Regions from separate parts of the Mus musculus genome. Here regions 2, 3 and 4 are each linked to region 1. A link is a contact called in public HiChIP or PLAC-seq, Micro-C and promoter capture Hi-C data. All regions are on one chromosome and are shown on one strand. Each heading gives the region's core, a stretch centred on a gene start, on an enhancer-like site or on the middle of the called end of the contact. The rest is flanking DNA. Distances are from core to core; before and after follow the strand shown. Region 1 holds the start of 4930467D21Rik (RIKEN cDNA 4930467D21 gene). Region 2 holds the start of Cnot6l (CCR4-NOT transcription complex, subunit 6-like). Region 3 holds the start of Mrpl1 (mitochondrial ribosomal protein L1). Region 4 holds the start of Bmp3 (bone morphogenetic protein 3).

What was found. Promoter capture Hi-C pulls out the DNA fragments that hold promoters and counts their contacts. Hi-C and Micro-C count contacts between places; a contact is called where the count stands out from the background. HiChIP or PLAC-seq counts read pairs in DNA pulled down with a chosen protein or histone mark.
Region 2: a Micro-C map of embryonic stem cells shows a contact between it and region 1, with 7 times the contacts expected there. The contact joins the promoter of Cnot6l here to the promoter of 4930467D21Rik in region 1. A contact is called at or near these places in 1 of 484 Hi-C or Micro-C datasets (embryonic stem cells) and 1 of 115 datasets of contacts at active chromatin or transcription factors (large pre-B cells).
Region 3: a promoter capture Hi-C map of embryonic stem cells shows a contact between it and region 1, with 2.6 times the contacts expected there. The contact joins the promoter of Mrpl1 here to the promoter of 4930467D21Rik in region 1. A contact is called at or near these places in 2 of 39 promoter capture datasets (embryonic stem cells and pre-B cells).
Region 4: an H3K4me3 HiChIP or PLAC-seq map of stem cell-derived neural progenitor cells shows a contact between it and region 1, with 5 times the contacts expected there. The contact joins the promoter of Bmp3 here to the promoter of 4930467D21Rik in region 1. A contact is called at or near these places in 1 of 39 promoter capture datasets (hippocampal neurons) and 1 of 115 datasets of contacts at active chromatin or transcription factors (stem cell-derived neural progenitor cells).

What each region holds. Positions count from the first base shown.
Region 1 is chr5:97,388,382-97,394,775 of GRCm38.p6, forward strand. It overlaps 4930467D21Rik (RIKEN cDNA 4930467D21 gene), which reads left to right and starts at 4,036. Exons shown (of 8, transcript NR_045981.1): 1 at 4,036-4,126. Naa11 (N(alpha)-acetyltransferase 11, NatA catalytic subunit) reads right to left here and starts at 3,949. Exons shown (of 2, transcript NM_001033191.2): 1 at 3,247-3,949. The coding sequence starts at 3,916. The coding sequence ends at 3,260.
Region 2 is chr5:96,158,067-96,164,615 of GRCm38.p6, forward strand. It overlaps Cnot6l (CCR4-NOT transcription complex, subunit 6-like), which reads right to left and starts at 3,924. Exons shown (of 12, transcript NM_144910.2): 1 at 3,871-3,924. It overlaps Gm52799, which reads left to right and starts at 3,729. Exons shown (of 2, transcript XM_030254979.1): 1 at 3,729-3,825; 2 at 4,073-5,880. The coding sequence starts at 3,729. The coding sequence ends at 4,689.
Region 3 is chr5:96,208,138-96,214,163 of GRCm38.p6, forward strand. It overlaps Mrpl1 (mitochondrial ribosomal protein L1), which reads left to right and starts at 1,978. Exons shown (of 9, transcript NM_053158.3): 1 at 1,978-2,056; 2 at 5,650-5,773. The coding sequence starts at 2,026.
Region 4 is chr5:98,849,179-98,855,850 of GRCm38.p6, forward strand. It overlaps Bmp3 (bone morphogenetic protein 3), which reads left to right and starts at 5,237. Exons shown (of 3, transcript NM_173404.5): 1 at 5,237-6,244. The coding sequence starts at 5,935. It overlaps Gm34563 (a long non-coding RNA gene), which reads right to left and starts at 5,329. Exons shown (of 3, transcript XR_389376.3): 1 at 5,249-5,329. RefSeq lists a silencer at 3,619-4,123 and a promoter at 4,461-5,324.

The sequences.
Region 1 (6,394 bases), core at 2,786-5,285:
CCTCATCTCCCTCTTGCTCTGGTTTGCTCCACCAACGCCTTTTCCCACACAGGCAAGTAAGCTACGAGCTGGTGAGGGTTCAAAGGGACACAGTAAAGCTTCTGACAACGTGAGAGATATTAGAGTGGAGGGATCATTTCTTTCAGACTTGAAAGAGACAAAATGGCAGATCCCATTGCTACCTTTCCCAAATGTGTGCAAAAGCAGACTAAACATGCTATTTATGTGAAAACCCTAGGTGGACTCCCAGAATTCCCTGTGGCATGTCTTGAAGGGGAGTAATAGCGATCATCTGTTCCTGGCTGGGCATGAGGCAGCTTCTCACATCTACACCATAACAAAGGTTTCCCACTGTGGAAGAAATGATGCTGTTTGCCAGAATACCTCCCATTCCTTCCTGGGACAAAGCTCAACTACATTTCTTTCTCTCTCTTGCTATTAACTATTAAGTTGGTGCTGAGTTTTAAAGCCTGTAAGAAGTTCTGTATTTGCTTTCTTCCCAGTTACCTAAATGTGCATGAACAGATGGAAGACATTATTCTTGAAAATGGGTGTCAGGAAGCAAGGAACTGAAATTTTGCATTTGTTTCAATTGTGAATGTATGCACCAGAAGTACATGCTATACTTAGGGCTTTGTCACAATAAAACTGTAGTACATTCATATGATAGTATAGCTATTGCAGGCATCTCTAATGTAATTTATACTATTCTCAAACCTGCCCAGAAATAACTAATCCATACACATATTGCTAGACTTTTATTTCTTACCTACTAAAGCACATGTATTATTGTTACAGACATTTAAAATCCTTGACGATCCTATTTCAGTAAAATTTTCTCTTATAATCCATGATTGTGATGCCTTTTGGAACACCTCCCCTCCACCTCCCGAGAAGAGGTCCTTAGCTTAAGCTTTACCAGATTATCAAAGGTACTGCAAAAAACCTGTTCTAGGTGGATCTTGAGTACCGTTTACAGAGCAGAGCTCTTTTCCTCTCCACCTAGTCTCCACCTCACTCTACAGACCCACACTGCTCTGCAACAGTTTAGTTGCTTTATGCAGAGCACTATACTGTAACTACTAAAGTGACCCCAACAAGGTCCACGGTGGCCTCTGGTTGGGTATGACCCAAAGATGAAGAACAAGAAGAAGTATTAGATAGGGTCACAGGGCTGTCTCAGAAGGCAGAAGCAGGTGCATCCTATAGAATTCAAGGCCAGCTGGTCTAAAAGGAAGGAAAATCATCTCAGGAGATATCAACCTGGAAGGAAGGTGAGATTGAATATAGGAAAGGAAGATGCAATTATGCCGTGTATGCAAACAGTTCAATTGTAATTGTATTTGTATGAGAGTTATAACTGTCAGGCAAGAATCAATCTTTTCTGGTATTTTTCTCTTTATCTAATAGATGAGCAGATGTTTTCATTTCTCAGGTCATAAGGGCTTCTGAATTTACTACATCTCAGATGTAGCCTTTTAAAACAACTCTTATTAGCCCTGTTCTCAACTAACAATAATGAAGAGACATAGAGTACCCGAAGTGATCAGTATCTCCTACATCCTTCTAGAGAGATTTTTAAAAGATGTAATGTTTTAAAAAAATCTGTTTATTTAAATAAATTCTTCAGTGATAAAAGTTTTTTTTTTTTTTTTTTTTTTTTTTTTTTTTTTTTTTTTTAAGAAAACACAGTTCTGTGTATAGAACCCAGGCCTTGTGCACTTTAGGTAAGTGACTGTCTGTCTAGTAAGGTTATAAGACAGGTAGGAGTCTGATGACACATCTGTTTTGTTCAGTTTTACCTCTCCCTTTACAGTCTTCCCTTATCTTGGATCAGATGAATCCCACGGAAACTCTAAAACTGCTCTTGGCACATGGACCCTGGAATTACATGACATAATTTTTTTCTGGAAGAACTACTGTGGTATTTTATTAGTACGACTAAGCCTGTTACTAAGACAGTAGCGTTTAAAAAGGTACTTGTTGGTGTGTGTTTTTAATTATTTGTGTGTACTTGTGGGCACATGTGTAGCAAGGTCAGAAGACAATTTTTGGGAGTTGGTTCTTTTCTACCACATGGGTCCCAGGGACTGAGACTTAATCCACCAGGCTTGGCTGCAAGTGCCTGGAGCCCCTGAGCCAGCTCAGCTTTTCTTTTACCTTAAAGATATAGGAATAAAGAAACAAAAATAAGATCTCACTAGCCCAGGATGGTTGCAAACTCAACATCCTCCTAGCTCATAAGAACTGGGATTATAGACATATGCTACTATGTGTGCATTAGTGGCTTCTTAGAATGTTTTTAGCAAGTATAATACTTTGCTCTAAGTTTTTGTGTAAATTTTCACAAATCCCAGAGTGAAAAGACAGCATAAGGAACCCACGAGGAGACATTTCTCGCCTTCAACAGTTTTTACAAGGCTGACGTTCTTATTTTATTTTTAGACCTTTTCTGCAGTCCTTACGATCAAACCCAGGGCCATTCACAGGCTAGATAAACACGCCTCAGCGCCCCACTGCAACCCTTCCCCTTTTAGGCTGTTTATCTTATTTGAATTCCTCATCAGAACTGCTTTTTGTCCCTTTATTTTTGCTGGTGTATATTAATTCAAATTCTACCCATCATATTAGTTAATCTGACTTAAAAAAAAGTATTTTTGTAGGATAATTACTTCATTTTACATTTAACACACTTAATAGAATAGAGTCCACGTCCCAATTTTGACTGGGTGACTAGAGAATGTCGTCTTGGTTTGTTTGAATGAAGATTGCAACAGTACCCCCCCCCCCCATGGTTGTTTGGTTGCTATTATCTTTAGTTTACTAGAAAATTCTTGTGCTTGTTTTGGTGGTAGTGATAGCCAAATCCAGCATGCTAAGCAGGAGCAGGACCACTGAGCTACACCCCCAGCTGCCCATACTCTTTAAAATACTACTTCTTTTCTGGAGAGGCCAGGACATTCTTCTGTCAAATTTCCTATTGCCCTTCATTCCCATTCTGCATTTCGCTGGCTGCATAGTCTATCGTTCAACACATCCTATTTTCTATAAAAAGAAACACTTGTTGGATTTCAACAAGAAATCTTCCTTTTAGCAAGAATGCGGCAAGGGTAACACTGTGGACACCTTCACTGCATTCAGGAAGAAACCTAGCACAAGTACAAAAGGGTGGGACAAGATGGGACTGGGCAGGCCAAGCTATGACTCAAAGGGGTACAGAGGAGGCGGGGCCAAGGAAGAGAATACCTCAGGAAATGCTCTAGGAGATGGAATCCAAGTCCTCTGAGCTGTCCTGGACATCAGTGCTGTCACTGCTGCCACTGTCTTTGCTTGTGGGGTTCTTGGGCAGGCAGGCCTCCCCAGCATCAGGAAGTGTGCCGCCCTGGGTCTCCTCGGAGCCCAGAACCACATATCTGTTCTTCTTCAGCACCAGCTGCCTTCTCAGCTCATCAGTCATCTGAGAGAGATCCCGCTTCATGGCGTAAGCATCTTCACCATCAGCATAGTACTTGGGTTCCACCTCACTGACCTGGAAGTTGAGGGTGTTAGAATACAGGTGCAGGGCCGCCCTGTTGCTCTTCCTGACGTGCAGGGACACGTACTTGGCGCCGAAGTTCTCGATCATCGCCCGTGAGGCCTGGTCCATGAGCTTCTGGGCCAGGCCGAGGCGCCGGTGTGAGCGCTTGACGGCCAGCGAGGTGATGTGCCCGTGGGGAACATCATCGGGGTCCTCCTCCATCTTGGCCAGGACATAGCCCACGATCTTGCCGTCCTCATCCTCGGCGATGTAGGAGAGCTGGGGCCACGACAGGCCATGGTAGAAGTAGTACTTCATCTGGTAGTTCTCCGGCAGGCAGAGCAGGTTGCAGTGCTGCATGTTCATCAGGTCGTCGGGCCGGGCATTGCGGATGTTCATCCTGGCGTCGTTGCCTTGGCAATGGACCTCAGCGGGCCAGGCCGAGCAGAGACCGGTGGCGGGAAGGCCTACGGGCGGAAGGGGCGGGGCTAAGGGCGCTTCCGGAAGTCTGCTGTCCCAGCCCGTGAGGCTTCCTGTTCTCAGGCCTCAGTATGTTCACATTTGGGAAAGGGCGGAGCGAGAGGAGCTGAGTCCTTCTCGGTTTAAAAGGTATGGGACTCATTGCATACCTGCATGTGTGTGCAGTGGTACATGTGCAGGTCAGAGAACTTGTAGAAATCTTATCTTCCAACGTGTGGGTCCCAGGGATTGAACTCAACTTGATGAGCCTTCTATTTGGACTCAGTTTTTTTGGTGTTTTTTTTTTTTTTTTTTTTTTTTTTTTTTTTTTTTTTTATTAGATATTTTCGTTATTTACATTTCAAATGTTATCCCCTTTCCTGGTTTCCCCTCCCACTGCTCCCCAACCCACTCACTCCCGCTTCCTGGCCCTGGCATTCCATTATACTGGGGCATCGCGCCTTCACAGGACTAAGGACCTCTCCTCCCATTGCTACATATACAGCTAGAGCCATGAGTCCCACCATGTGTTTTCTTTGGTTGGTGATTTAGTCCCAGGGAGCTTGGGGGTGGGGTGGGGTACTGGTTAGTTCATATTGTTGTTCCTCCTATAAGGCTGCAAACCCCTTCAGCTCCTTGGGTACTTTCTTTAGCTCCTTCACGGGGAACCCTTTGCTCTGTCCAATGGAATGCTATGAGCATCCACTTTTGTATTTGTCAGGCACTGGCAGAGCCTCTCTGGAAATGGAGTTACAGACAGTTGTGAGCTGCCATATGGTTCTGGGAATTGAACCCAGGTCCTCTGGAAGAGGAGCCAGTGCTCTTAACCATTGACCTAAGAGAGACTCTTGGACTCAGTTTTAGCCTTTTAGTTTGTCCACGTCTGAACAGCCCTATGTAACTAAATAAACCAGATTGTCAATGCCATCATAGGTAGTCTGTTCTCTAATCCTCTGGAGTCCTACCGAGTAGGTCTCATATATAAAAATCACACTGTCCTCATTTTTTGTTTGTGTATTTTTTTTATTCACTACATGTGAGTTTCAGCCATCTTGTTCAGACTGAAGCTTTGCTATAATTTCGTTTGATATTCCATTTTCTAAGTTTTTATTTTTTGTTTGTTTTTTCCAATTCACTGGGAAACTCTACTGTTCATGGCTATTTGTGGTATTTCCAGTTTGGAATAGTATGGAAAGCATGACAGAATGTTGTTGAATATTTATGTACATATTCACCTGGACTGGAGAATGTAATGGTTTTCAAATGTTATAAATATTCCTAAGCAAATTTCCAAATTAAAAAAAAATCTTCTTCATTCTTCTTAGAAATATGTGCCAGGTTACAAAGAATGAGACTACCCCTCCACATGAAGGGTTTGGACAAGGCAAAACCCTTGAGCAAGAGGGTGTGCTCAGAAGAGTGAACACATACAAAAAGCACCTTTGGTTTTTATTCTAATTCTAGGGGAGGCTGTGTCTTTTTCCCATGGCTGGGGGCCTTACAGTCTTACTCAGATGGCTAGTCTGAAAAACAAACAAACAAACAAACAAACAAAAAAACAAAAAAACAAAAACAAACAAACTGGTGCACAGAAAATGAAAGGGGAAGGGACCACTGTTCCAGGACATCAAATTCCTGGACTAGAGCAGAGGACCTGTATATAAATAAAGGTTTTACTGGGTAGAGAAAATTAAAACATTAGCATAAAGGTCTTACAGGTGAGGGAACTAGAAAGAACTTAATTCCTTGTCCTAGATACATGTCTTATAGTATTTGATGAAAAGTCTCATATCTGATATTTCTTACATTGGCAACGCATGTGATTTCTCCATTCTTTTCCTATTATCCATTCTTGTGCAGCAATGGATGTATTGCACTGTGGCATATTTTGCATTTTTCTGGTGACTAGTGACAATGAACACCTGCTTATTATTTGTTCTGTTTCCTTTTTGAGAAGTGGCTGCTTAAGTTTTTGCTTATTTTTTTTTATTGGCCTGTGTTTCTTTTCTTTCTCTCTTTCTTTTTCTTTCCCTTTTTCCCATTTCTTCTCCATCAGTCCCTCCTTCCTTCTTTCCTTTCTTGCTTGCTTTCCTTCCTTTCTTTCCTTCTTGCGCTCTCTCTCTCTCTTCCTTCCCTTTCCTCCCTTTCTATCCCCCTCCCTCCTTCCTGTTTTCCTTCTGTCCATTTTTTTCTTTTTTGAGGCAGGGTCTCTCTTTACATAGCCTTAGCTGTCCTGAAGATCCAGTCAAATTTACTCTAGGAGCCATCAGGGTGTACTCACAATGTAGAGCAGGTTGGCCTTGAACTCACAGAGATCCACCTGCCTCTGCCTCCTGGATGCTGGGATTAAAGGCATGGGCCACCTGCGACATGAATGGCCTGTGTCTCTTCTTTTTTTTTTTTTCCATTTTTTATTAG
Region 2 (6,549 bases), core at 2,674-5,173, 1.2 Mb before region 1:
TGTTTGAAACTACCATAGTGATACCTAAAACTTTGTATGTTAGATAAATGAAAGTACATTTGCCTTCTAATAAAGCTGTCCCTACGTGTGTGTGTGTGTGTGTGTGTGCACTACTCCCATTAGATATATTAACAATTCTTTCATTAAAAGTACAGATTTATCGAATTATCTGAAGGGGAACTGGTCACAGGGGAAAGGTTGCAGACGAAGCTGCAGATACAGATCTTGAACCTTAATGGAGCCAGAGTGGAACCAGTGACCCTGCACACACATGCATTCTCGAGTGTCAAATTTTTCAGTGGATATTTATAATAATTTTTTAAAGACTTATTTGTTATTATACATAAGTACACTTGTAGCTGTCTTCACACACACCAGAAGAAGGCATCAGATCTCATTACAAATAGTTGTGAGCTACCATGTGGTTGCTGAAATTTGAACTCACAACCTTCGGAAGAGCAGTCAGTGCTCTTACCTGCTGAGCCATCTCCGAAGCCTGGATGTTTATATATTAAAACTTTCACCGAATATTTTGAAACTTTAGAAAATCTCACTTTTAACTTACAAATTTTAGAAAATACTAAGATTATTGATTAAGACAAAGATAAGATCTAACTAGGAAAACTGAGCGTTTGAAGATTCATTTTCTTACTTTGTATTATATGTTTATATATCTATATGTGGTTGATGTGCACTGAATGTAGGTACCCTCTGAAGCCAGAAGAGGGTGTGAGATCCCCTACAGCTGTCAGTCACTTGTGAGCTGCACAACATGGGTACTAGGAACCCAACTCTGGTCCTCTGAAAGAGTACAATGTTCCTTTCATTGCTCAGCTACCTCTCCAACCCCCCAAACTAGTATTTTTAAGGGACTTAATGAAATCATTCACACATTCTCACTACTGTCTTTATCCTCATTCCCTAAAACATAAAACAAGCAAGCAAGTAAGCAAACAAACCTCTTAAATTAGAACCAAGTGAAATGCAAATGCCTCTAATTGCCATAAGGGGGCTAAGGCGAGAGGATTGTAAGTTTTTGGTAAACCTGCTCTACAAGACAAGACTCTCAAAAACAAACACTTAATTTTAAAAAGTATAATTCTTCTAACCTTTCCACTGGTTTTACTTTACACCCCTCACCATTATGGTTTTCCAAAAACATAAATTTAAATTTAAAAAAATTAAAACTCAATAAATAGCACATTTACTACCCACTCTATACAAAATAGAAACAGCAGATTATTACAGGATGGTAGAAAAACTCAGAAAGATGCTCCCAAAGGTTTTATTTACAAGAATCTGTCAACCTGAACTAAAAGAATTATGTAACAGTTTTGTAACATTTATTGTTTGTGGCTGTATATAAAATCTACTTCTTTCATCTATTCTGATGTTTGATTGTAATCAACTTACAGAACTTAGGATCCTCTCCCAGGGACTATGTTTTTAAATTCATTAAAAAGTAATGAAACTAAAACTAATCAAAAATAATAAATATAGCAAGTTTGGCTATTTTCTATAAACTAACATGCAAGGCTACATTGACAATTTTACGTCTAGAAAAAAAAAAAGGACATCTCATATGCTTACACAGACTTTATGTATATTAAAGGCCTCTGAAATACTTTTTCTCCTCATTGCTGGGACCCAAACCCAGGGCCCACATATTTGTACACAAAGCTACATCCCCAGCTGTATTTTCTCGACCCCCTAACTCACAATTAAGCAATATTGCTACAGGTAATTAATGAGTATTTGTACTTAAAAACTTTTCGATACTTATAATCAGAGCAGTAGCAGGCAGTAGTAAAAGATCGCATCTACTATATGCCAAACATGTTTTCTCAATGGCCTCTCACAACCTTACTGAAAGAGTATCATCTTCCTGATACAAGAAAACAGATACACAAATCCTAGACATCAAGAGAACATGACAATAAGTATTAATGACATGGCCATGGTTCTAACTAGTCTGTAAAAGTTAAGACCCTTTTCCTATTAAACTCCACACTTCGGCTGTTCCTCGAGTAATGTTGATAGAAACAGCTTTTTACTTCTCCTCTCCCCACCCCCACCCTCCCATTGAAGAACATACTGTTTCTCTGTGAGCCTAGGTTCAGAAAAGAGCAATCTCTGGTCATTACAGTGACCACGACCTAAAAGCTTCAAATGATACAGTATTGTGTGACTCCACCCACAGTCAAGGTCTAGCTGTGTGGTCTAACTAGACCCAAATATAAAAAGTGAGGTTAGTCGGCAACTAAAATACCGTTTACATACAGTTCTGAAATGCCCTATTCACTCAGTGGCAGATTTACCTTTATTTCCGCTTTTTGTTTTGAGATAGCTTTCCAGGAGCACACAATAAATTGACCATAGAGGCTGATGATCTAGGTTTGGGAGACTTAAGGAAAAACACGTTTGGTTGCACATGACTATCTCCATGGAGAATTAAGATAACGAGAATCAGTAAGATAGCATCTAAAACTGCTGTAGCGTGCCTTCACTGTGTACAAACAGCTCAGCTAAACTCCTGAACACAATCCGCCTAAACAGTCTAAGCTAAATAAGCCGCCGGTAGGGTTAAGATGACAGCTCCGGGAACTTCCTCTTCCTCACTGACCTCCTCAGTTCTGTGTCCACGCCTTTCCCTCTAGGAGGCAGGATATAAGCCATTTCAAATTCACAAAATTGATCCAATCCCACCAACACCACAGGCCAACAAGGCCAGTTTCCCTTTCTTCCTCTCTGCCTTTCCAGAGTGATTTCCAGGGAAGTGAAAAATCTAACCAACGATAAAGTATCCGCTGCAACAACTGCAACAACAAAGAACGTATTTACTCAAGCCTCTGCTCGCACAGCCTTAAAGGACGGACGGAAAGAGGAGATCCGAACCCCACGAATTCCGAGATTTCCTGTTTTGATTCACTTTCCCTCGGGTTCCCCACGCCAGCCTGGGAAGGCCTGCAGTTAGAACGCCAAAATATGCCTTCCTCTCCCCTTGGGAGACGCGGAGGCGGCACAGGCGACCACGATCCGCGTGTCCCGCCCCCGACCCTCACCTGGCCAGGCCCGGGGCAGCGCCCGGGGCCCGCGCGAGGACGGAGTCCCAGGAGCGTCTGGGGAGGCCACCGGGCGCGAAGACGGTTAGGCCGCGCTGCAGGCCGGCGCGCTTCCTGCCGCGGCCCCGGCCTCGGGAACCGCGGCCCGAGCCCCCGCTGCCCGCCGCCCGCCGCCGTGGGGGCCGCACTGCCTCCCGCGTCCACGGCGTGGGTTCCCGCCGAGCCGTTCTCACCTGTGAGGCTCTGAGCCCCGGCCTCGAAGCGGAAGGACCTCGACGCTCTGGGGTCCCCGACTCCGTCCCCCTCCCCACACGCACACGGCCTGGAACCCGCGCCCCCTGAGGCGACGCGGGCCGGCTCCCGCCGCCCGACACACACACACGCAGACACACACACACGCGACACACACGCACACCCACTCGCCGCGGGGCCGCCTCCCGCCCGCCAAAGTCCCAACTCACACACCCACACACGTTCGTCCCTCGCCCACCTCACTTCCCCGGGGAGACGCGCTCCCCCTCGCTCCACTCCCGGTCCGACTCCGAGGCACGGAAACACTCTACCTCATTCTCCTCCGCGGGCCCTGAACGAGCACCAGCAGCCATTTCCCCGCGGCTGGGGAAACACACACACACAAACACGCGCGCGCGCACCAGGGCCCCACAGATGCTCCCCTCCAGACCTCAGACGCAAACACAAACACCCACGCCCGCCCGCTCACCCCGAGGGGCCGCGGCGGCGGCGGGAGGCCGGGCCCCGGAAGGCGAGCGCGCAGGGCCGGGAGTCGAGGCCCGCGCCCCCTCCTCACCTGCATTCAGCGCGCCAGGGTCCGGACGGCGGCGACGGCGGCGGCGGCGGGGCGGCTGCTGCTGGGGCTGCGGCGGCGGGGGAGGCGGCGGCGGCGGTGGCGGCGGGGCTGAGGGCAGTAAAGACATGCAGGCAGCCCGCCGGGGGGAGAGGCACCGGCCGGAGGGGACGCGGGGCGGGCGGGCCGGGCCGGGCCGCCTGAGGAACCACCGAGGCGGCGGAGGGCGGCCGAAGGGAGCGCAGAGCAGACGGATCGGGGGGCGGGGAGGGGGGACGCGGGCCGCGCCGCGCAGGACCGGGGCGACCGGGGCGCGTAGGAGAGGGCCCGCGGTCGCCGGAGACGCCGCTGCGAAAGCCTCGCGGAGCCCGCCCTTGGCCTTGGCCTCCTGGCGCTGAGGCTGCCGCCGCCGCGGGGGTCGATGCCGAGCCGGGTCGCTGCCGAGGCCGGGGCCGAGGAGAGAGAAAAAGAGAGGGAGAAGAGAGAGAGAGAGACGCGAGCTTTCGATGCCTTCGCTCTAATTCACACACGCTCACAACCCCGAGGGCCGGGGAGAGAAGTCCAGGCGCTATCGCTTTAGAGATTAATAACAAGGTGCAGAGAGTGCGAGGAGGAGGAGGAGGAGAGTTGATTGACGTGGAGGGGCTGGCGGGAGTCAGTCACTCCCCGGCGCCGAGGGGTGGGGTGAGGGGAAGGGGGCGGGGCCCCGGCGCGCCGCGCTTCGGGAGTTGCGCGTGCGCGCGGGACGGCCAAGCGCCTGGCTCGCTTCTTACCGTCGCCCTCGCTGGTGTTTTGGGAAAAAAAAAAAAACTGCTTTATTAGATTGAGTGGAGGGTAGAAGCCGAGAAGACTCGTACGATTAGCAGAACCTAGGTGCTGATGCTGGGGATGGGGAAGGGACACGCGGGTGCTTGCACTGTTTCCTGACGCTGGCCCACGCAGGCCCACAGCAGAGCTCAGGGCATTCTGGGTGGTTAATTAAGGAGACCTCAGGTGAGGTGGAACGACCCAAGGAAATGTTTTCTGACGTCCTCAGTGGGTTTCTTGACTTCTTCTTCTTCTTTTTAAAAACAGCATGTGTAAATTGCATGGCGGGAGGTGGGTTTAAAAGCCTATGACGCTCTGCGATAACCCCGTCCTATTTTTAATCCTCTCTCGCGATAAAATTGTATTTGGCAGTTTGCGGCGGTTACGGAGTGAAAACATTTAAGTGTAAACTGGAAATATTATTGGTTACCGTGTGAATGGAGCTTGCTATTTTAAGTCCGGAGGATTTTACTTGTGCCACCTGAAGCTTCTTCCAACAAAGCTAGAAGCAAATTGCATGTGCTCTGCAAGGCAGAGTGCTGCCTTGGATTTTGCACTTTTCCGTCTCTCCCGGCGCATGGCTCTGTGCTGGGTATTTACCGACGCCGGTCCAGAGTCGATTCAATATGTTTTATTCTCAAATATATGTTGTTTTCAGCACTCTTAAGGCACCGTGTTGGTTGCCTTTTTCTCAGGCCTTGTTATTGAATGTTTAAAGCCTTTATCTTTTGAGAGAAGAAGGGGGTGCAATTATAAATGCAAATTATTTATGGAGAACTGAACTGCATTTTCTTCTTGTTACCAGGAAGTGTGAATGAGTGAAAAAGCCCCTCTGGGTCAAAAAAAAAAAAAAAAAAAAAAAAAAAACCTACCAGCTACCTTTTTTCCATCCTGGTTCAGTTTCTATTTCCTACTAGCAACTTCTCCCCCCCCCCTCCTCCCCACCCCCATACACACACACACACACACACCAACAGCAACACTTTATGTAAGAGGTGTTAAGATGGCCTTAATCATGCAAGAAGTCTATTCAATCCCAACTGGTTTAGTCCAACCTGACAAGATACTAATAGTAATTAGTAATCTTTGGCTTTGTAAACAACAAAGCCAAACAACAAAGCCAACAAGTTACCCCAGGAGGCCAGAATAGTGAACCTGCCTGTATAGCACCTGACTAAGTAAATTTCTTGACACATACTCCCAAAATAGAAAGACTAGCAAATGTTGCAAAGGGGGAAAATAAAGACTTCAGAATTTAAGTCAGATAAGTGTGATACTTACATGTCTCACATGTCTCCAAATGCCTGTAGGTAGCTTTCTAGGTCCTGCACAGTAAGCACACATACATGCCAGTTGTGTTGTGTTCTTTCCCAGCACGGGAAAGACAGTCAAGCCGCTACAGTCCTCACGCCTGTGGACTGCACAGTGCTTGCAGAGGAAGCTGACACATAAACAGGAAGTTCTCAGAGAAGGAGCCAAAAATGAAAGGTGACACAAATCAGATGAACAATGCCTAGAAGGACAGATGGAAATCGCTGGCGGTTTTTTTTACCTCAGCCATCTGATACTCCCCACCATCTACTGCCTAATAACAGGAAGACAGAGAGCAGCTGCAGATAGAAAGAGTACTGACAAATGATGAGGCTTGCTGGTCTTGAGGCCCAGATTTACAGGGTCAGTGTTCACTGCTGGTGTCTTAAGTTTTAAGTAGTAAATGTTTCCCAGTCATTGAAGACAGGGGAGGGGTAATTAGAACATTTAGAATAAGGAATGTGGATGTTTATAAAAAAGCTCAATAGGGTGGGGGTGGGGGGTGTTCTGTAGAGATGCTCAGTGGTTAAGAGCTAAGTGGCTAAGTGGCTGTTCTTTCAGAGG
Region 3 (6,026 bases), core at 728-3,227, 1.2 Mb before region 1:
GAGTTCTGACTGGATGGTTGTGTTCTCATGGTAGGCATTTTCAGGTGAGGACCAACTGACTCCAGCTGTGGAGATGAATCTAAGAGCCAGCAACAGGAGAATTTGTGTATATTCTTAGACGGAGTTAACTTTAAGTATCATGAGGTGACTGCCAGTTTTCCAGCTCCCTCTTATCTATGCATCTAAGCACAAGGTTTGGTACTTAGTAGTTGCTCAGGTATGTGTGAAAAGAGCATAGAAGGAAAAGAGGACAAGCAGAAACAAAGTTATCAAAGTAGAGTCAAGTTCTAAGGTTTTCTTTACTTTTTTTTAAACAGTCGCAGAGCTTTTGAAGTAACTGCTTACATGTTAACAAGAACAGTCTATAAGTAACAATCTTATTCATTTAGATGGCTACTAGGTATAAATATAAAAATAAAGCTTCTGGAAAATTCCAGCTTTGATGAGGTCCATCTTCTGTGAGTAGCTTCAGGAAGCCAAGTTTTGCAGGCTTGAAATTCTTATCAAGTCACTAATTCATATAAGCATGGATTCATTTTTTTTTTTTTTTCAACGTTTACTGCAGACCTTCCTTCCGGTCTGACGCTGTGTGTAGTATGTGCTGAGGTTACAAAAATGAACGACATGATTGCTGCCCACAAAGAGCTCAAAGAGATGGGGAGATACATTGTGACAGCTGCACAGCTCTGTGTGCTCAACCCCCCACTAAATTGTACACTTAGGTTGGTAAATTGTATTATATAGAATAATAGGTCTCAGAATTGTTTCAAATAAATAAAAAAATTACTAATTCTGTTTATTACATAAAACCAGGAAGAAGTGGCCATAATTCAGTCCTGGAAGTATGAAAGGAGACTGCCAACAATGAGCAGAGTCTGAATTTAAATCTTAAGGGGAAAAAATACTGTTAATGTGTTGCATAATAATTCAAACAAAAGCCAGAGAGGAAAAATGTCACAGAGGTGAGAAATGTGTCTTCTGCCCTCCCTTCATCCCTCCCTCCCTCCCTCTCTTTGTGTGTGTGTGTTATGTGTACACTCGCATGTGTGTTAGGAAGGTTGTTGGTTGAGGAGGTAGGCAGAGGCCCGTAAGTGAGCCTTTGGAAATGGCCAATTACTGGAGGAGTTTATTCTTATGAATTAATTCCTGACCAGACTTGGTTTAGAGAAACCACACGGGCAGCTGAGACATAACGGATGTTTTTTTTTTGGGGGGGGGGGGGGTAGGGGGTAGGAAGGGGTCAGAATAACCTGTGCACTGGTCTCTAATTGGCTACGTAGAACAAAAACAAAAACAGACAAACTCCAAAAACCAAAACAAAACCCTAGACGTGTTTCGAAAACTCCAAGCAGTGTACTGCTCCTTAGGTCTGATCAGCACAGCTTGCCAGCAGCCGGAAACCAAAAAGCAGACGGATGAAAGATTAAGGTTTGCTCAAAGGGGGGTGGAAGGGGGTGAGAGAGTGGGACCTCCTGGCCCGCCTTGGGTGGAGGCGAAGTTTGATGGATTCTGTTTTCTCTTTGCTATGAAGAAGATTGAACTCAGAGGCGCGCACACGCTAGCTCCGCGCACGGTCGCCTAGCAATATTCATTTAAAGAAAAACCGAATCTTAAGAAGGCCAAGAGTATAGCGAAGGAAGCTGGGGACACTTCAGCTTTCTCAAGACTTTAGTCAGAGAACCAGGTTCCCTCTATTTAAATGACCGTTCGGAGTACATCTGCAGGGTCCAAAATTAAAAATAAGAAGGAATGAATAATTAATTACAGAGTTTTCAACAAAGCCATTCCCCACCCCCGCCCCGAAGGTTGATAAACCTTTGAACCCGAGCCACGAAAGGCAGTCTCAGACAGGGAACCGACAGGAACCTCGCCACGAGGGCACTGAAGCCAGGTCGTCCCCGCCCTGCTCTTCTGCTCCTACCAACTCCTTCCCCCTTTGCCAGCTTCCGCGCGGAACCCTTTTTCGCATTTCCGTGCAGTTGAAACCCGGGACCCACTTCGTCAGCACAATCCGGAACAGTCAACATGGCGGCGGCCGTAAGGTGCCTCCGTAGAGGTAAGAGGAGCAGTGTTCTTGCGTGGAAAGTAAATCTAGAGCCAAGTTTCCTGTTGCAGCGGAATCCATGGCAGAATCTCGTAGGCACCGGTCAGCTTCTCGGTCCTCGAAATGCTTCCGTGATCTTCTGGGCTCCACAGCCCAGAGGGTCATCAGTGCTTAAAAGCGACACTTAACGCAAGGGTTCTCTCTTGGAGCAGGTCATTTTGAGGATGAAATGGGAGCGGAAATACATTGGCAGTACTTATAGTCAGGGGTGAGGAGTACAAGGCAAGATTCTGTTGTGTGTGTGGGATAGCGGGCGTGTTCAGTTTGATAAGCGAGCCCTGAAGGGAAAGGTGGTATATGAAGTGATTTACATCTGTAAATATCTGAACCTTGGCGTGTTTATGAATAAAGGCGATTCCAGTTAGTAAATTTACAGAGGCTATCGTGTTTATCATTTGGAGACTAATTCTGTAGTGTTTTGTATAGCCATGTCTGAGCACGTTAGACATGGCTAATAGGAATTCACAGTGCCATATACACTATAAGATCTTTTTCATGTGTATGTGTACTTGGTCTATGTATACATGTTCACATGTGTGTGAGTGCATATGTATGTGTGCCCATGGAGGCTCTCTTCTGCCAGCCAGTATCCAGGCTGTTTCCAGAGGCAGAGTTTGTCACTGGACCTGGAGCTTGCGGATCCCACTGTCTCCAGTGAAGCCCCTGGAGGTGGGAGGTGTTGCACTGTGTTTACCCAGCTTTTATGTGGCTGCCAGGAATCTGAATTTCACCCCTCATGCTTGCACAGTAAGAGCTCCGTCACCTCTCATATGAAATTGATCTTTACTTTTAAAATGCAATCAACTCCCCCTCTTCTTTGACCTTGCAGCCCTTCTCCTTCCTCTATTTATTGTGTCTTGTCTCCCCACTGGCCAGGAACATAAGCTTCATAACCTTCCTTATTCCAGTGCTTGTAAAACAATGGTACTTAGACCATCCAGTTTACAAACTGCATCTCCACAATAAAAGTAGACACTGCTTTCTTGATTAAGTTTTGCTAAAAAACAAAAACAATTTGAGACAGGGTTAGGCTCCCATGTGTTGGGACAGGCATCTCCAGCATGCCCATTATTAAAAGTATTGCCTGTTGCATTGAACAGTATAATTTAGTGCTTTGTTTCACATGCTAGTGTAACCTTTTTGTGGTTGCAGATTATAATAGGTCTACTGAGCACTCTTTAAGTAGTGCTAATATGGAATTCTATAATGTGTTTTAAATTGATGTATCCTTGCTTACTAATAAGGTAATACTACTCAGTGGACAGCTTTCACACTATTGGCATTTCCTTTCTAGTTTGAAGTCTTTTTATCCTTCTTGTTTACTTTTCAATTGTGTTGCTCTTTCACACTCAAGATACAACTCGTTTGTCCAGTGAACATGTTGCAAATATACTCTACCCATTTTAGATTCATCTTTTCACTGTATGTGCATGCGGGAAGGTATGTGTGTACATGTGTGTGGATGCATGTAGTGTGATATTTCTCATAACTTTTCCATCCCATTGTTTTTGAAGCAGGGTCTGTCACTAGGACCTGGAGTGTGTTGATTAGCCTCGTCTGGTTGGCCAAGTGAGTCACAGCGATCAGCCTTCTGGTTTTGGAATTTGGAGGAAGAGTCACTGTGCTCAGTGTTTTTTACATGTGTGGTGGGGTGAATGCAGGCCCTCATGCTTGCATGGCAAGCACTTTGCTGATAGTCTCCTCAGCCTCAATTCTTAATTTTTAAAAAGTATATTTGATAAGCAGAAGGTTTGTTTTTTGGATTTTTTTGTCACTTTATTTTTTTTTATTAGATATTTTCTTTATTTGCATTTCAAATGCTATCCCGAAAGTTCCCTATTACCCCCCCTCACCTGCCCTGCTCTCCTACCCACCTACTCCCACTTCTTGGCCCTGGCATTCCCCTGTACTGGGGCATATAAAGTTTGCAAGATCAAGGGGCCTCTCTTCCCAATGATGGCCGACTAGGCCATCTAAGCAGAAGTTTTTAACATTTAGTAAACTACTTTTTGTTTAGTGCCTTTGGGCCTTGTTTGTGAAACTGTTCCTCCCCTAAAGGTTATTAGGACATTTTTCTTTATCCTGGAAGGCTTTTAAATATTAGCATTCACCTATGAGTGGGTTTTTTTCTTCGTTTGTTGTGGGAAATTTGGATGATTTTATTGTCAAGCTTTTTTTTTTTTTTGTTTTACTAATCTGTCTTTCTGTATTTGTACCACTACCAACATAAAGAACTATCATAAAAATGCATTTTTTAAAAAATGGATTTTTAAATTTTTGTTTCCAGACAGAGTTTCTCCCCATAACAGCCCTAGATGTCCTGGAACTTACTCTGTATATCAGGCTGACCTTGAACTCACAGAGATCTGTCTGCCTCTGCCTCCTGAGTGCTGGGGCTAAAGGCATTCCCTGCTACAACTGGCTTAAGTGCCGTTTCATTTAGCATGTAAAGAAATGGGTTTCATTGAGACATTTCCATGCATACACAGTTATAATTGGCTGGCTCTTTTTATTCTGTATGCTACCTTTTCTCCTTCCTGCCCCTTCTCATAACAAGTCTTGATCTGGTAGGGCAAATTTCTCACTTTTTCTGCTTTTCGAAGAACTCAGACAACTCTGTAAATATATCATCTTTAAAAATGAATGAATAAAATAGAAGCTATTTTTTAAAAATCTAGGGGTACATATGCAATATTCTCTATTAATAAAACTAAGATAATCTCTTGAGCTTAAATGAGGTTAAGGTAAAAATAGATGGAGAAGGTGTAATCGCTCATGCCTGTAATCACGTGTTGCCTATGGTTCAGTCCAGCCTAGGCTACTTAGTGAGTTCCAGGTCAGGCTAACTACAGTGAGCTCCTGTCTCAAACACCAAAACAAGTGAAGGGAAAAAGTAGTTAGATAAAAAGTAGTTAGATAATTAGATGCCTGTCCTTGCTTGCAGTCTCTCGACGTGTGATTTTTGTATTTTATCTTTTTCTTTTTTTAGTGATGCTGCTATGGCACACAGGACCTTGCGTGTACTAGGCCAGGAACTCTGTCATTAAGCTACACCCTGTTCTTATTGCTAGATACTTTGTGTGTTTGTGTGTATTTGTTTTTATGTTTGTGTTCATGTGGGGGATGTGTGCAGTGCATGTGTAGAGGTAAGAGGACAACTTGGGGTTGTCCCTCAGACACCTGTCATCTTTCCTTTGATCTCTTACTGGCCTGGAGCTTCACCATGCAGGGCTCGCCCATAAGCGAGCTTCCAGGGGTCTCCTGTCTCCACCTGGCATCTCACTTTACCCAGAACTGCAGGCATTTGCCCCACACCCAGCTTTTCCTGTGGATTCTGGGAGGATCCAAACTCAGATTTTCTTGCTTTTGAGGCAGCCCTGATTATTATTTTATATATAAAAAAATCCCTAGCCCCAATTATTACACTTAAAAGTGGTTAAGAATCACAAAATATTAGTTCCTTTAAAAAATACTGGTTTTTAAAACGAATGTAAAAATGTATGAACCCGATGATTATTTAATGTAATTTTGTTTTTCTTTCCAAGTCTTGATACATCATCAAAGGCATTGTCTTTGCAAGATGGCTTCCCAGGCATCTCTTTACCCTTGTTCTGTGAACAGTCTCTTGCACAACAGACATTTTGCTGCTGCTGCTGCTGCTGCTACAAAGTAAGTGGTTTTTTTTTAGTTACTTCCTTCACTCTTAAAGTTGTGATTCAAAAGCATGGTTCTATAAAGGTCACAGTTATAAAAGCTTGTTGTCTGTGCTCCTTTGACTTCAGTGTTCTGAAGGAATGGTGAGACTTAGTAATAGCAGTACTTACGAGCACCTTGAGCTAATTACTCACTACTGCCTTTTAAAGCTCTTGTATTATGTTCATTTTAGAAGAAGAAAATCAAGGTTTCTTCCTCATTGCTATAA
Region 4 (6,672 bases), core at 3,987-6,486, 1.5 Mb after region 1:
GGGACCCCTCCATTCTGCGTGGGTAGAATCAGTGTGTATGACAGCATTCACTGAGATAAGCAGCTTAGGTCGAATGCCAAAGCTGTCCTTGAAAGACAGGGATAACTATTGGTGGGCCTAACCTCAGGTCAACTCTTTAAAAGAAGGGTTTTAATCTTTGTTTTTGTTTCACTTTGGGTTTTGATGTTGTTGTTGTTGTTGTTGTATTGTTGTGTTGTTTTTTTCTGTAGAGAGATTATAAAATACCACAGTTAACATACAAGAAAATCCTCTCTGCTAGTTAAAGATGGAAGGGAGCAGAAAGAAGAAATGGCTGGTGGCGTCCAGGAATTGACACAAACCCTGGCAAACAGCTGGCTAGATGAGACTTCGATCACACAACACAACAGAGATGGTTGAAAATGGATGGGTTCAGAAAAAGACTTTTCTCCAGAGCCCTCAAATGAGAACACCAAATTGACCAACAGTTTCATTGTGAGGCCCAGAGCAGAGAACTCCCCACACCTGCCTGCACTCTAGACCGGCGAGGTGATAAATGGGCATTGGGCAAGCCTCTGTGCTTGTGGTACTTTCTTACGCAGCAATAGAAACCAAGTACGGTTGGAGTGAGATAAAAAATAGAAACCCTCAGGTCCACTTCTGAGATTATAAAACTAATCTGTTTTAAAATACATCAGTAGCTCAACGAAAGAGGGTGCAATAAAAATAAATAAGGTGGAGAAAGTGGATAGGAAAAAAAACTTAAGAATAGATGCAATCTAAGGACTCGATGTGAAGGTCTGAGAAACGTCAGAAAAGAGGCCCAGACATGGAATCCTGTGACTGAACGGATAACAGAGTCATTTCTAAAAGTTTTCAAGCAAGACCATGCCTCCAGGGTGGCAATGCCGAGTTTCATTTTTCATATAGCAAAAATCATGGCATCAACAGGGTATCCATACATTTATTAAAAGTGGGTGCCAAAGCCCCATAGAGAAGCCAGAGTCAACAATGTTATTTGCAGCTGTCCCGATAGCTTGCTAAGAGGAGCGCACAGTTACTGGGACTTAACTGAGGAAATGTGGTGAGGATGTTGGGCGAGAAGCAAAGCAATCCATAAGAATGGCCTCCCTACCCCTGGGTAAATGAGACTGCACTGAATATTTTATCTAAAAGTCTCCTGGAAAAATCTGTTTCTTAACTTTGAAACCGTTCAATGTCACCTTTTCCGTGCAGTGTGTCTTCTATGGTTAACAGGAAAAAAAAAAAAAAAAAAAAAAAGCACTCAGTCAATCAAAATGACATCAATTTTTCCAAAGTTAATTAATAAGCTATCCCATGTCCCTGGAAGACTCTTTTCCTGGGATGAGACACCATTATGATATCATCTTCTTATTCTTGACACTAAATTAAGTGTCACGATCAAAACAGATGCTAAATATTTACTGGAAAGATGAAACAAAGATGGAGACATAAAAAAGACAGGAGCCAGGCCCCACAGCTGCAAATGCAGCCTTACAGGATGCAATGTTAACTCTCCCGGGGCTGTTGGAACAAATGAGGATTCACTCCCGGGGCACCAACGACAGACCAACACCAACAAACAACTCTGTCCAATCCAGCTCATTTAATTGTGGTTACATATAGGAGCACGGGTAAGGGGCTATCTACAAGAGCCTGAGCAACTAACCAGTGTCTACATCAATAAAGAAGAGCCCTTGCCCAAAAATCACTAACTGCTTACATTTTCACGGGGAGCAGGATGGGGCCTCACATGCTGCCTGCTCCTCAAAATACCTCCTCCTTATCCTCAGAGAAATGTTAGTGAAAATCTTATGTAGGTTATCACAACTGCCCTAGCTATGCCATAGTGAGTATTCAATAACCATTCTGATGGGGAGATTTTAGTATTTGGTTACACATAGTGCTTAAGTATATATATATTCTATATCACACTGCACATTCACATATATATATATATATATATATATATATATATATATATATATATATAGATCTAGGCTTTTGTAGCCAAAAGTAGAGATCAATTCAACAAACTCCACTAAAATTCAAATTGTGTTTTGCTGTGGTTTGTAGCAATAAGAAAGCCTTTCTTCAACTCTTTGCATTTAAGAAAGAGATGAGAATGAGTCCCTGTCTCCATAGCTAAATGAAAAAGTAACACTAGGGTAAAGCAGAAGTGTCCTATTACTAAAAATTAAAATGACATTTTGGACATGGTGGTTCAATATTTTAACCCCAGAACTCCGGAGGCAGAGGCCAGCAGCTCTCTGTTACTTTGAGGCCAATTTGGTCTGCACAACAAGTTCCTGGACAGCCAGGGCAATACAGAGAAGCCCTGTCTTGAAGAACCATCTAAACAAACCAAAATTAAAACAGCTCAATCTGACACAATAAAGGAATCAGGTACAAGACCAGAGATGTATTTGTACCAGTGATGTATTGAGCTCTGAAGTCCCCTCCGTAAATGAAGAAACGCTAAACCCGAATCTGACCAGAATTAGAAAGCCTATGATCTAGTTGTTTACTGTTTTAGAAGAGCAGGCATCAAAAGATGCTAACAACATTGAAACTATTTCGATGACTAGCTCTGAGACTCTATGGCTCTGACAACAGAAATCACACTCCTGCTGTCTTGACATATCCCACAGAGGCAGCCTCAGGAGGGCTGATGAGGGAGCAGTTCATTTCCAATGCAGTTTGCTTTCAAATCAATTCCCTCAAGAGTTGCTTAGGAGATGGGCACCTCTATTTGTCTTTTCTAGACACACCACTCCTGGATTCCCTGTTTCCTCTATGGCCCAGTCATTGGTAGGGCATTTATGTACATGACATAAAACAGTTTAGGGTTTAGATTTCTCCTAGTGTTACCACTTGGTTCAATGGTTTCCATATCCAGATACTAGTCTCTGAGTTACAGCTGAAAGACCCTAATAGGGATCACTCCACTACGTCGAACACCTCCTTTACTTTGCTTGGTTCAAATCTAATAGTTGGTCACTAAAGTATAAAGACGGATATAGTTTGATAACATACTGACAGGCCATTTTCCTCAAACTCAGACAACTCTCCCTAAGCAATTAAAATATCTTGGGAACTATGTTAATATTACACACACACACACACACACACACACACACACACACACACACCCATCACCAACATTCTTATCCCCTCCCTTGCTCCCTCCCTTCGTCTTCCCTCTCCTTTGGAAGGGTCTTAGTCTTGCTATATAGACTAGGGTCTGGTTTCCAATGTACAATCCCCCAAATATTGGGCCTTCTGTGTAAGTGTGTGTGTGTGTGTGTGTGTGTGTGTGTGTGTTATTTGAGCAATGGAGAAAATACAAGCACAGAGAAGTGAAGGTTTATTCAGTTAGGAAGGAGCGAAGGCATGCAGGTATGCAGCATTTCCAGTCCCCGTGCAGTGGCTTGGTACAAATTAAAAGAACCATATAGATTATAGGGCAACAAATTGTGCAGTGGAAATATGAACCAGAGTTAAAGGCATGAGGGAAGCAGTTCCTTGGAGATACCGAGAGAAAGAGGATAGAGTTTCCATCCTGAGGGCTCTGGCTGTGAGAAACTATCTACTGATGGGTCACAGTGACCACGTTGTGCAGGAGGAGTGGAGGACTTCCTTCTCCATCTGGCTTTGCTTTGAGGCAGAGCAGGAAGCTGCTGCAAGGACATTTCACACAACTGAGAAAAAGCAGAGAGGGGAGGGAACACAAAGGCTCACAGGGGAAATCAAAGGGTTAGCCTTCCAGTGCCTATTGAATTTTGCAATTAGGTTTTTATTATTAATCACAAAAGCTATTATGTGTTCTATGCCAGGCGAAGCTCACCCACATGATCTCATTGGAGCCTCTCGACCACTCTTGAAGTCTATGGCATTATCTGCAGAGCTGTTCCCAGGGTGACTAAGGGCAGAATTCAAACAGCTGAACAGTGGGTTGAGAAGTGACTGAGAGGGGGAGACCATGGTCTGCATTTGGGATACATTTGGGATAATTTGGGATAAAAGGATTGAGAGTCTACTAAAGACCAGACCTGTGCCACTCACTGAGTACTGGTTTCTAGTATTACTCCAACAAAACTCTAGGAGGGTTTATCATTCCCCAACAAAGGAGAAACTAAATGTTGAAGGCTCATTGTGACCTGCGAACCTATTTCTTTTCAAAAATGTCAATGCACCAGAGATGGGACAGTTTCCCAAAAGGGACATTGACTGAGAGTCCTACTGCCAGGAGCCATGGCAAGGGCATAGTCTGCTTAAGCCAATTTAAATGTCCGTTCCATTCTTAAGTATGTAGAGATCCTAGAGTAGAAGTCAGGCAAGTCAGGCTCCCTGGGTTTGGAGCCCAGTTCTGCCACCTGCTAGGAATCATCTTTTCTCTCAGTCTTTTAGTCTGCAACATGGGATTTGTTTGAAGGTTCTTTGAAAACAATGCACAATGCCTACGGCCCATGATTTGTGATATAGGCCTGGATCCCGCGTGCTAGAGAGGCTGAAGCAGCAGGGGTCTGAGGTCAAGGCCAGCCCTGGCTACACAGTGAAATCCTGTCTGGACACAGGGGATGACAAGTACCTAGGATATGTTATTTGCAGTAAACAGTGCTGGCTAGCAGTTTAATGTTTCTCTGACACCATAGGGTGCTGGCATGGCGTGGACAACAGAACTAGTTATATTCGAGTCTGCACACCAGGTTCTTCCTAAAGGCCCTGACTCATTCTCACATCAGCTGTCTTCAAGGAAACCTATTGAGAGAGGTCTGACAGTGCGAGCTGGACTTGTGGTAGTTAGCTTATCTTTTTAAAACATGGGGTGGAATTTCATTTTGTTTATCTCCTCCGAAGAAGATGAGGATGTATGTGAAAAGAAACTCTATGAAGAATAAGCTGTAGGAGGGCAGCGCAGGTGTCTGGGTACAGGGCCCTTCCAAGTGTCCCAGGGAAGGAGCCAACTGTGGTGTTCGTATAGTGGTGATTTTATATGGAATCAGCGGAATACAAAGCAAACTGCAAATAGCCAAAACCTCTACAACAAACAAAGGGAACAAAAAACAAAAAATAAAATAAGAACAAATAAGGGAAAAGAAACTGCTACTTGCCTCTGCCTTTTTGCTAGGAGGAATGTAGCCACTTGTGCTCAGATTTTTTAAAAAGTCCCTCCTACTCTTCCTCCATCCTCCCCTCGCCAGCGCCACCTGCCCCTCCCCGTGCGCCCTCCCTAGTCTCTCCCTACCCTTCTGGTTCTGGCTCCCTGGTTACTTCGCTCCAGGCTTCTCTCTTCTGGAGGTAGTCTTGCTCCAGCTGCCTTAGGAAGGCGAGCCAGAGGCTAGAGGGAGAACTCGCTGCAGGCGGACCGGACAGATCAGATCAGGACAAGAAGGAACAGAACCAGTCTCTCTATCTCTGTCTCTCTGTTCGTCACTGTCTCTGTGTCTCTGTCTCCCTGTCTCCCTCTTTCTCTGTCTGTCTGTCTGTCTTCACACACACACACACACACACACACACACACACACACACACACACACCACACGTCCTCTGAGAACTCAGCTGGCTGCGACAGCGCACACCCCGCCCCGGCACGCGTCCCAGGCTGGTGGAGCGCAGATCCAGATCCCCATAGCGGCAGCCCGGCCGGGTGTTCCCAGTCTCAGGTGGCACGGAAGGGAGAGCCCGCGCTTGACAACTCGGCTGCGCTCGCCCAGACCTTCCGCCCTCCGGCTGGCCGGCGAGAGGAGCTGAGCGGGCGCGGCTGCCACCCAGAGCCCACCTGCCGACCCTCGCGGCCTCGCTCCAGCTGTGCCCGGCTCTCAGTGTCCCGCTCCGCAGCTGGAGCACCACCCCGGCTCTGCCGCCGTCCCTTTCGCCTCCGAGGTGTCGCGGGCGACCCGAAGTAGAGCGGTGCGACAGCAGGACTTCGCTATGGCCGGGGCGCGCGGGCTGCTCTGTCTATGGCTAGGTTACTTCTGCCTGAACCTGGCACAGGGACAGAGACCAAACTTGCACCTCCCGGGACTCCGTGAGACTGAGCCAAGCGACCGCGCGACAGGTGGTAGCCCGAGTCCGGACCTGAGGCCGCACGACAAGGTGTCGGAGCATATGCTGTGGCTCTATGACAGGTACAGCGGCAGCAGTAGAGTCCAGGCTACCCGGACACCGGGCTCGCAGCTCCCGGGTCCTCAGCCCCTGCGCGGTGGTAACACGGTCCGCAGCTTCAGAGCCGCAGCCGCAGGTGAGTGGGAGGGAGAGGGAGCCCATCCCACCCCGGGGTGCAGAGGACAGCCCCTCCCGCCGTGCCACTCCACTCCGCTGTCTCCTGGCGGTACACTGTAGGGACCTTTCTCATATGCTGCCGTCTGGTCCCCTCTGCCCTCTCGGAATTTTCCAGGGACGTTCCGGATAAGCCTAGTTTGAGCCCAACTGAGACGGGAAAGCAGAAGAAAAGCTGGGACAGTGGCAAGGCTTAGTTAGAGGTGCAGCAGGAAAGAGGCCAAGGGAGGACACCCAGGGTCCAGAAGCCCTCTTCCAGGCACCCCTACGGAGATCTTATGCTGATGATTTAATTGCTCTGCTCGGCATAAATTCCCTCCGACGGGCTTTGGCAGCGTTTAGATCGAAGTGAATGCCATGTTATGCCAACCCTGGGCCCAGAGAGAGAAA